3 separate regions of the Sus scrofa genome follow, and regions 1 and 2 are each linked to region 3. Evidence: chromatin contacts called from public Hi-C data. All regions are on one chromosome and are shown on one strand. The core of a region is the stretch at or near the end of the contact, and the rest is flanking DNA. Distances in the headings are between cores, read along the strand shown.

Evidence for each region. A called contact is a pair of places that touch in the nucleus more often than the background predicts.
Region 1: a Hi-C map of liver shows a contact between it and region 3, with 1.8 times the contacts expected there. The contact joins two enhancer-like sites. A contact is called at or near these places in 3 of 47 Hi-C or Micro-C datasets (epiblast stem cells and liver).
Region 2: a contact with region 3 is called in a Hi-C map of liver, with 2.2 times the contacts expected there. The contact joins two enhancer-like sites. A contact is called at or near these places in 2 of 47 Hi-C or Micro-C datasets (blood and liver).

What each region holds. Positions count from the first base shown.
Region 1 is chr10:1,658,655-1,661,354 of Sscrofa11.1, forward strand. It overlaps LOC102158399, which reads left to right. Exons shown (of 5, transcript XM_021065088.1): 5 at 1,722-2,700. The coding sequence ends at 1,739. Among named protein-coding and RNA genes, the nearest start is that of RGS18, 120 kb to the left of the region's middle. Within about 2 kb of position 1,362, at least 3 of the 83 cell types and tissues checked have an H3K27ac peak or open chromatin away from gene starts, as enhancers often do. A contact at or near this core is called in liver, where this site is marked.
Region 2 is chr10:1,636,827-1,639,526 of Sscrofa11.1, forward strand. All of the region lies in intron 3 of LOC102158399, which reads left to right. Among named protein-coding and RNA genes, the nearest start is that of RGS18, 98 kb to the left of the region's middle. Within about 2 kb of position 1,400, at least 6 of the 83 cell types and tissues checked have an H3K27ac peak or open chromatin away from gene starts, as enhancers often do. A contact at or near this core is called in liver, where this site is marked.
Region 3 is chr10:1,485,704-1,488,403 of Sscrofa11.1, forward strand. All of the region lies in intron 11 of LOC102166310 (a long non-coding RNA gene), which reads left to right. Among named protein-coding and RNA genes, the nearest start is that of RGS18, 53 kb to the right of the region's middle. Within about 2 kb of position 1,353, at least 1 of the 83 cell types and tissues checked has an H3K27ac peak or open chromatin away from gene starts, as enhancers often do. A contact at or near this core is called in liver, where this site is marked.

The DNA of each region.
Region 1 (2,700 bases), core at 112-2,611, 170 kb after region 3:
TTTTAGAATCACGTGGTAAAAGTTTTCAAAATCTGCTCTTTTAAGAGTTGTTTTGGCTACTCTTTTTTTTTTTCCTGCTTTTTAGGGTCTTGCCTCTATATAGTTGGTTAAACCTACTTGTAATTATTTCATGTTTTTGGCATTTTACGTTTTAATTGTCAACAGTTTTTGATTAATACATAGACATGATTTTTGTATACTTTATAATTGTTGACCTCTTTAAATTTGCATATTAGTTCTAATAACTTTTTATGGGGTCCTTAAGACTCTTTATCAGCACAATCTTTTTTTTTTCCTGCTTTCTAGGGCCACACCTGTGGCATATGGATGTCCTAGGCTAGGGGTTGAATCAGAGCTGTATCTGCCAGCCTACACCACAGCCACAGCAATAAGCTGTGTCTGTGACCGACACCACAGCTCACCGTAACGCTGGATCCTTAACCCACTGAGCAAAGCCAGGAATGAAACCTGCATCCTCATGGATACCAGTCAGGTTTGTAACCTGCTGAGCCACAATGGGAACTCCTATCAGCACAATCTTATATGCAAATAGAAACATTCAGTTTTCCTTTCTAGCCTGTATAGCTTTTGTTTCTTTTGCTTGCCTTATTGCAATGACTTAATTTTTTTTTTTTTTTTTTAACGCAGACTTAAGTTCTTAAACCCCAGTCGAATTGAATGGGTTTTAGATGAAAGCAAATAGTTTGGTGTGGATTTCCTAAAATTAATCCTTTATAGCCTGCACTAAATGGTAGCAATTTGATAAAGAGGAATGAGCTTGCCGTTTCTTTCATTCACACCCACTTGAATGGCCAAACAAAATATCTTAAGAACTATATGGCTCGTGTTTTAGGTAAGAGGGCAGGCTGTTGAGACTAATTACTTAACTTTGGTGAAACTTCACAGTAGTCCACTAGAATATAAGATGATATGAGGCAAGGACCTCACATACCTTGTGCTACTCTGTCTGTTGTTTAGAAGAATGCTTGGCACAAACACAAAATCAGTAAATGCTTGTTGACAAAAGCATGTTATTATTAGGATCTCTGAGTTAAACATCATTCCGAAAGAACGGGTAGGGATGTCTGACTAAAGTCTGTAGTCATGATTTCAACGTAATTTTGTAAGCAAATGCAAGGCATGGTAATAAGGTTAAGTTCATTCTTGAAACAGTTCCGTGACCACACAAGTAGAAAGAGTGCCATTTATATATTCTTTCTGTGCATTATATTTTAAAGCTGCAGTAATGTTTTAAATCATGAGATGGCACGAGTGTAGAAAATTGTCTCTAGACCAATTATGAAAGGGTTTCAGTGAGGCACAAGCTTAGCTGATAAGATAAACTAAAAAAGCTGGGACCGAAGGTCAAACTGTTTAGGCAGAAATAGTGCCAAAGATTCAGGTTGCAGGAAGCCTTTGAACAGAACACCACAGAGATATGAGAAATTGAAAAGGGTGAAGATAAAAGCACTGCCCTAAAGGAAGTCGAATAAATAAATGTGTAAAATGAAGAAGAGCAAGTCATGAGAACTTTTTGGAACTGTGTGTCTAATCTGCTGTTTTATTTGTTGTTGACACGGGAGAATGTGAGAATGCTTTAATATCCTTCCATGTGGGGCTTTATAATGACTCAGGTTATTCTGTTTATATAGGGTTTGTTATATTGATGCAGTGGATGCCTTTTTGCCACATGATTTTTTTTTTTTTTGTCTTTTCTACAGACCATTTGCTCACATTAAAAGAAGTTGATAAAATGAACTGTCATGAAAATAATAGATGTCCTGTATTTAATGACTCTCTTCAAAATGTGGACAATTCTTCAAGCCTGGTCGTGGGTAAATGGGGATTTGTCGTACTTTTTAACTTGTGTGTATGTATAGAAGTTTTCAAAATATTTCAGAATGATTCCCTGCAGGTCTTTTAATCACTCCCTCTACCAGTATTTTAGGGAGGGCCTGCTCTCTGGCTGACTGGCACAAATCTATGACGTGGAGCTAGAGCAGTGAACACAACAGTCTTTCTTCATAAATCCCTTCTTAGTGAAATGGACAACGGATACACAGATGAATGTGCAATGCAAGATCCTAAAATGAGCATCGAAGAAAACATGAAATGGATGGGGAATAAAATTATCCTGGACACTTTTAAATCAAGGCGACTCTAATGAGATGATCCTGGCAAAGCTACCTGGGGATAGTTTGGCTATTTTCATATGTTGCAGGAATCTCACTCCCTAATATTTACTCAAGTGAGTTGAACACTTATGACCACCCACAAGTCTGCACACAGATATGAAGAGCAGCTTTACTCATAGCTGCCCAAACTTGGAAACAGCCAGAATAGTCCCATAGCATATGAATGGATTAGCAAATTATAATACAGCTATACAATGGGACATTATTCAGTGATAAGGAGAAATGAGCTACAAAGCAACAAAAAGCCATGGAGGAACTTTAAATGCATAGTATGAGTGAAAGAAGCCAGTCGAAAAAGGCTTCACACTCTATAATGCTGACACGTCCTGCTGGCAAAGGCAGAACATTGGAGACGGTAAGTGATGGGTGGCCACCAGGACTTGGGGTGAGGGACCAAGACTGTGGAGGCACTGAAGCTATTTTGTATGATATTAGAATGGCGGGTATGTGCCTTTGTCCGTTGTCAAAGCCCACAAAGTTTTTAGCACAAGAATGAATCCTCCAG
Region 2 (2,700 bases), core at 150-2,649, 150 kb after region 3:
GTTCTTCCTTCCCTTTTTGTGGATTTATCTGCACGGTTTTTGTTCCACAGAATTGCTGACGTTTCTTATGTTAACTCCAGTTCTCCCAGGGATGTTTTAGTTTGTAGGTAGCTGTCTGATTTCTTTTTTCTTTTATTGTTATTTCCTCAACATAATTTTTTTCCCTCTGTACAGCATAGTGACCCAGTTACACATACATGTATACATTCTTTTTTCTCCCATTATCATGCTCCATCGTAAGTAACTGGATATAGTTCTCAGTGGCCTATCTGATTGCTCATTGTTGATCTTTGCCAGTGATGGAGGCTGGGGGCACCTCCTCTGCCATCTTGGTGGCATCAGTCTCTGAGTTTATGCTTACACAGCAGTGAATACCTAGACGGCTGTGGATAGTTACATAATTAAATATCCTTTTTCCCTTACTGTGTGGCCTTGTGCAAACCAAATGTGAATGAGTGGAAAATTTGTTGGATACGATCTTTTACTATGTCTGGGGCGTCAAAATCATTGGCTTACTCTCCTGTTTGCGAGGTCCTAAAAGGCAGTTCAAGCTGTCAGTCAACCGACTGTGCCCTTTTCAAGAACGTACTGATCCTTAGTGTGGCCGAGAAAATACCTATAGGAAGGACCTATCAGGAGAGTTGGGTCTTTTGTCTGTTGCACAAACTCTCTTTAATTTAATGGAAAACTAGATGGTTTTGAAGTAGAGCGCACCAACCTTTTCAAGCCACCTGGGTGTTGTTTTATGTAATGAAGCAGTAATTTCGAAATGGTGAACCAACTCATTAATTTGCTAAATGACATCCAGTGACTCAAAAGACCAAACATAGCTTCCCAAAGATCCTAACTAAATCCCAGGGTATAGTTTATATTTTGCTAGACTCGCTTTTTATACAACTTTAGATAGGTCATCATTGCATGCACAAATTTATTTTTCTCCATAAAATTCCCTATCATAAAGCCATATTGAAAAGAGGAGTTATTATATGTTTAAACTTGAAAACTGCTTTGCCGTCATTTTCATTATGACCGTGCCGATTTGTATTAATCTCCTAATTTTACTGTTGAATAAGCTGAGACACAGAGGTGAAGTTACTTTTCCAAGTTTATATAGTGAATCCGCTGCAAAACTGGAATTACTCCTGTGAAGTCCCCAGTCCACTACTTTGCTCACTGAATCACTTTGCAGTTCTGCTTTGTGTGAGAATTGTTTTACATTAATTAAGGAGCCTGACAATAAACATTCATTTACTCATTTTTGCTTTTTATAATGAAAAATGTTGTTGAATTGAGTGTGAAGAAAAAAAAAAAAGTCTTTACTTTGGCATTCGCATTAGCCCCAAAACAGCTGAACTGGATGTTTGTCAAGCTTGGCAAGGACTAAAGTCTGACAGAGTAAACTCATGCCAAGTTCCATTTGAAATGAAATGTTCTGCCAAAGTTCTAAGCAACTGAAAATTGGGGCTTCGCATTAATCTGCCATTTCAATATACTCTACCAGTGTCTCATAAAAATCTTTAGTCTAATAAGTAATGTTGATGTTATTATAACATTTATATGGTAACTGTTAGACTTCCCAGAGAAAAAGACTCCTAGGTCTAGTCATTTGGAGATTCATTAGATTCCATTTATATTTTATGATGTATACTGTTAACCTTCTTCATATGCAGCTTTTTCTTCCCATGTATGTTTTGACCCCATTTCATGTTTAAATCAACTTTTACTGGTATTCTTGCTTTCATTTCATTTTTAGGTGAAATGCTTTAGAAATATCTAGGTATTTCTTTCTTTCAAGTAACTCCATGCATATATGCATGGGTTTTTGATATAGGTCTTGCTGTCCACAAAAGGCAAAATTTAATAAGGGCCTCCTTCCCCTGACCACTTGCTCCTGATTTTCTGCTCTTTACTACAGGAAGGGATGTACTTGCAGTCGAAACTCTCCTTAGAAGTGAACAAGGGCCAGTCGAATATAAGCCCTGTATTTGCCAAGAACTTTAAAATCTGAATACACTGCTTTTAGATTTGGGGAAAGTATTAAAAGCCTAACAGGTGACGACATGTTAAAATAGTGTGGTTCTGATATCAGTTCAGTGCCTTCAATTAGGTTCTTTGGCTGATGTAGCCAGTTACTTACTGACCTCGAGAAGCTTGGCCTTGTCCTTCTTGCAGCCCCTAACTCTAACCTGTGTCCTAAAGCAGCTGTGTGGGAATCACCAGGGATTCGTCCTCTCCCTCATTCCTCATACTCCAGACCTGCTCATTCTTCTCGACGTGTCTGGATTCCTTTCCTTCATCTCTGTCTCTGCTTCAATTTCCATGTTTTAGTCAAAATCTCACCTTGATTTTACTGCAGCAGATGTGATCTCCTTGCTTCTGTACACATCTCCCTCCAGTATAATCTTCCCAGGCTTCAGAGTCGTGTTTTAAATGGGAAACGTCTGATTAGATCTCTCCCTTGATTAAAATCCTCCCATGGTCCCTCCTTGCTTTCATGATAAAATCTAAACACCTAACTCTCCGCTGTGGGACCTTCTACTCTCTGGCTGAGGCTTCCACTCCAGATGAATATCCTGACAGTCCTATTTTAAACATTATCTTGTAGCTCCCTGTAGCTCTTGTAGATCCTGTACTCTGCTTACAGGGAAACTACACTCCATGGTTCTGTTATAAAATCCACTTTTAAATTATCTTCCTTGC
Region 3 (2,700 bases), core at 103-2,602:
GAATTTAGCATTTCTTTCCCCACATCATCTTTAGGAATGACAGTTTGCTTCCAGCAAATTCCCCCTTTACATCTGTAAATATGATCACTGTTTTTGAAATTGAAAAAGGAGCACTCAGTCTACCAGAGAACTGACATATAACTTTCCACTAGGGAGAAATTAATAGCTATACCTGAGAAATTTTCTTGAGAAGAAAAAATTACACCACAAGAGATGATTTATATAACTCTAAATTAGATTAAAAACGAGTATACCGTAATAAAAAGAAAAAATATGTAAGGATATCTGAATGAGAGAACATAAATTTTTATTCACCCCAGGTGGTTAGAAGAGTTTTGGGAACCAGTGGAAAAGATCCTACAAGCAGTTTAGCCTTGTTTTCATGCCACATGTTTTATGCCCTAGCACTGCTGTTCGCATTCTCCAAACACACCCTGACTCTATTCTATGTATTCAGTGCTACTCACTGTATTTGCAGTGTTTGACACTGTGAACATTTTTCTCTGCTTTGCTTCAGTCCCTTGAGTACCAGGCAAAGACTCCAGTATTTCTTTACCTCATATTCTGTTCACCTTCATCTGACAACCGAGTTGAGTTCCACACACAGCCTACAAAGTGGGACGGTCAATACAGTTATGGGATGGCGTTTGATTTTTCAGTCTATTTCCACTTGATGCAGAGTCATCTACGTACTTGTTTTTCCACTTGAGTTTTTTATGTATCACATTTTTTCCCTTTTGCTTAGATGGCATCTAGATATCTATAAATGAAGTTAACAGAATGTTCCCAAAGGAATAATTATTTTAACCTGTGAAAAGAAACATCTTCTGTTAGCACTGTCAAATTCTCAAGCTAAAAAGAAATAATCTAGAATGAACTATAACTAGCTAACTATACTTTTCTCATAGAATTACTAGGGTGCAAAGCCATCATTTTGAAGGGGTCAGAGCTTTTCTCAAAAAAAATCTAATCAATTTCTTAATAATTAGGAAAAGTAATATGGGTGATACTTGAAGAGTTTGTAGCTTTCACTACTGGAGGAAATTAGAAATGTCCAATTACTGTTTTCATGAGGTTCTGGGGATTATTAAACATAATCAAATGCACCTTTTTGAAAAGTATTTACACAATTTATGTTCTACATTATTAAGTTTTGAGTTATTAACAAATTAAGACAATCTGATGACTTTTTCTAAAGAGTATATGGTGCACACAAAGATTTAAAGTTCTAAACGTTGGCAGCCAATCAAGCTGACCATGCTCGTCTCCCCGCAGGGGTCAGTGTACTTTGGTCCCAAACAGCAGTGTCCTCAGTGACGTGTGCAGCCTGTTGCCTGTACGCATTGCTCTAGGGAACCTTGGAGCAGCCCTTTCCAGTGGACATTCGTGTCTGGCGTGCTGCCCCCAGTCCAGGCTCCAGACAGATAGGCGTGGTGCTCTTGGAAAGCCCCAGGGCACAGTGGCCAAGTCATCATGTCCATCCGCCCCAAGTGCAGAATAAGGAGCAGGTGATTCAGGTCCTACCCAGGCCAAGTTCAAGCTCCCAGACCGTCAGAAAATCCACCTTTCCAAGAGGTGGGGGTTTACTACGTCTAAGGCAGATGGATTTCAAAACATAGCAGCAGAAAAATGCCTCCTCTGGGATGGTTGTGGGATCAAATACATCCCCAATGGTGGCCGTTTGGACAAATGGCCCACCCTACACACAGGAGAGCCTGGGCGCTGTCCCCTCATTTCCACCAATAAATTCCTTTCCCATCCAAAAATTCATTACCTAATTAAATGAAAGAAAATAAACTGGAAAGAAGAAGGAAGACATTCAAATACACTGCAATCAAAGAATAGGAAATATCTGCGAGACAGAAACCAGGGCCAGCTCTTCCTGTATCAGACCCTTTGGCATCGTGGTAGGAACACGGCTGGTGGTCCTCAGATGCTCTGCGGACCGTGGCTGCTGGTCATTATATGCTCCGCCGATCGGAAATAAAACACCCTCCAGGGAGCTTTACTCCCATTCCTTGGGGGTCTGGCCTGTCTGAAATGAATGCGGCACTAAGCAGCATTTCACAAGCCGGATCGACTTCTCATGCTCATCGATGGAAATTTCTCTCTGAAATGGGGCTTCTTTGTCCATTTGGCACCTCTCATTTCAGTGTCTGTTAAAAGGCTACACGTGTATACTTTTACCAGGACTTACGTGAAAGTTTCCATTGCTCTTTACCTACATTATTGCGCCTTTATTTTTAGCTGTATTTCAGGTGGCTGCCTGCATGCCTAGGTGGTACGCATGCGCGCACACACATAGCTACGCATCCATGCATCTGAGATTGTAGGTGCATGTGCCGTTGTATGTGAATGTCCCTTTTACTGATGACAAATGACTGAACTTTTAAAATATGTCTCCTGGTCATTTGGGTACCATCTACCGTGTTGGTATGTTCGTGATGCTTACTATTTTTTTTTTTTTTTGTATTTTATTTTTAGTGGTACTGATTTATAGAATTCTTTTCCTTTAAAAAAGGAAAAGGTATATTCTGGATGTTAGAGTGTTAGCCTTTATGTATCAAAAGGCTCTTCCCTATATTTTGTTTTGTTTTGTTTTGTTTTCACGCTCTTATAGGTTCTTATGATGAACAGAATCTTAATTTTAATGTTCACCAATATATCAATATTTACTTTGATTTTAATCCTGCTTCTGTC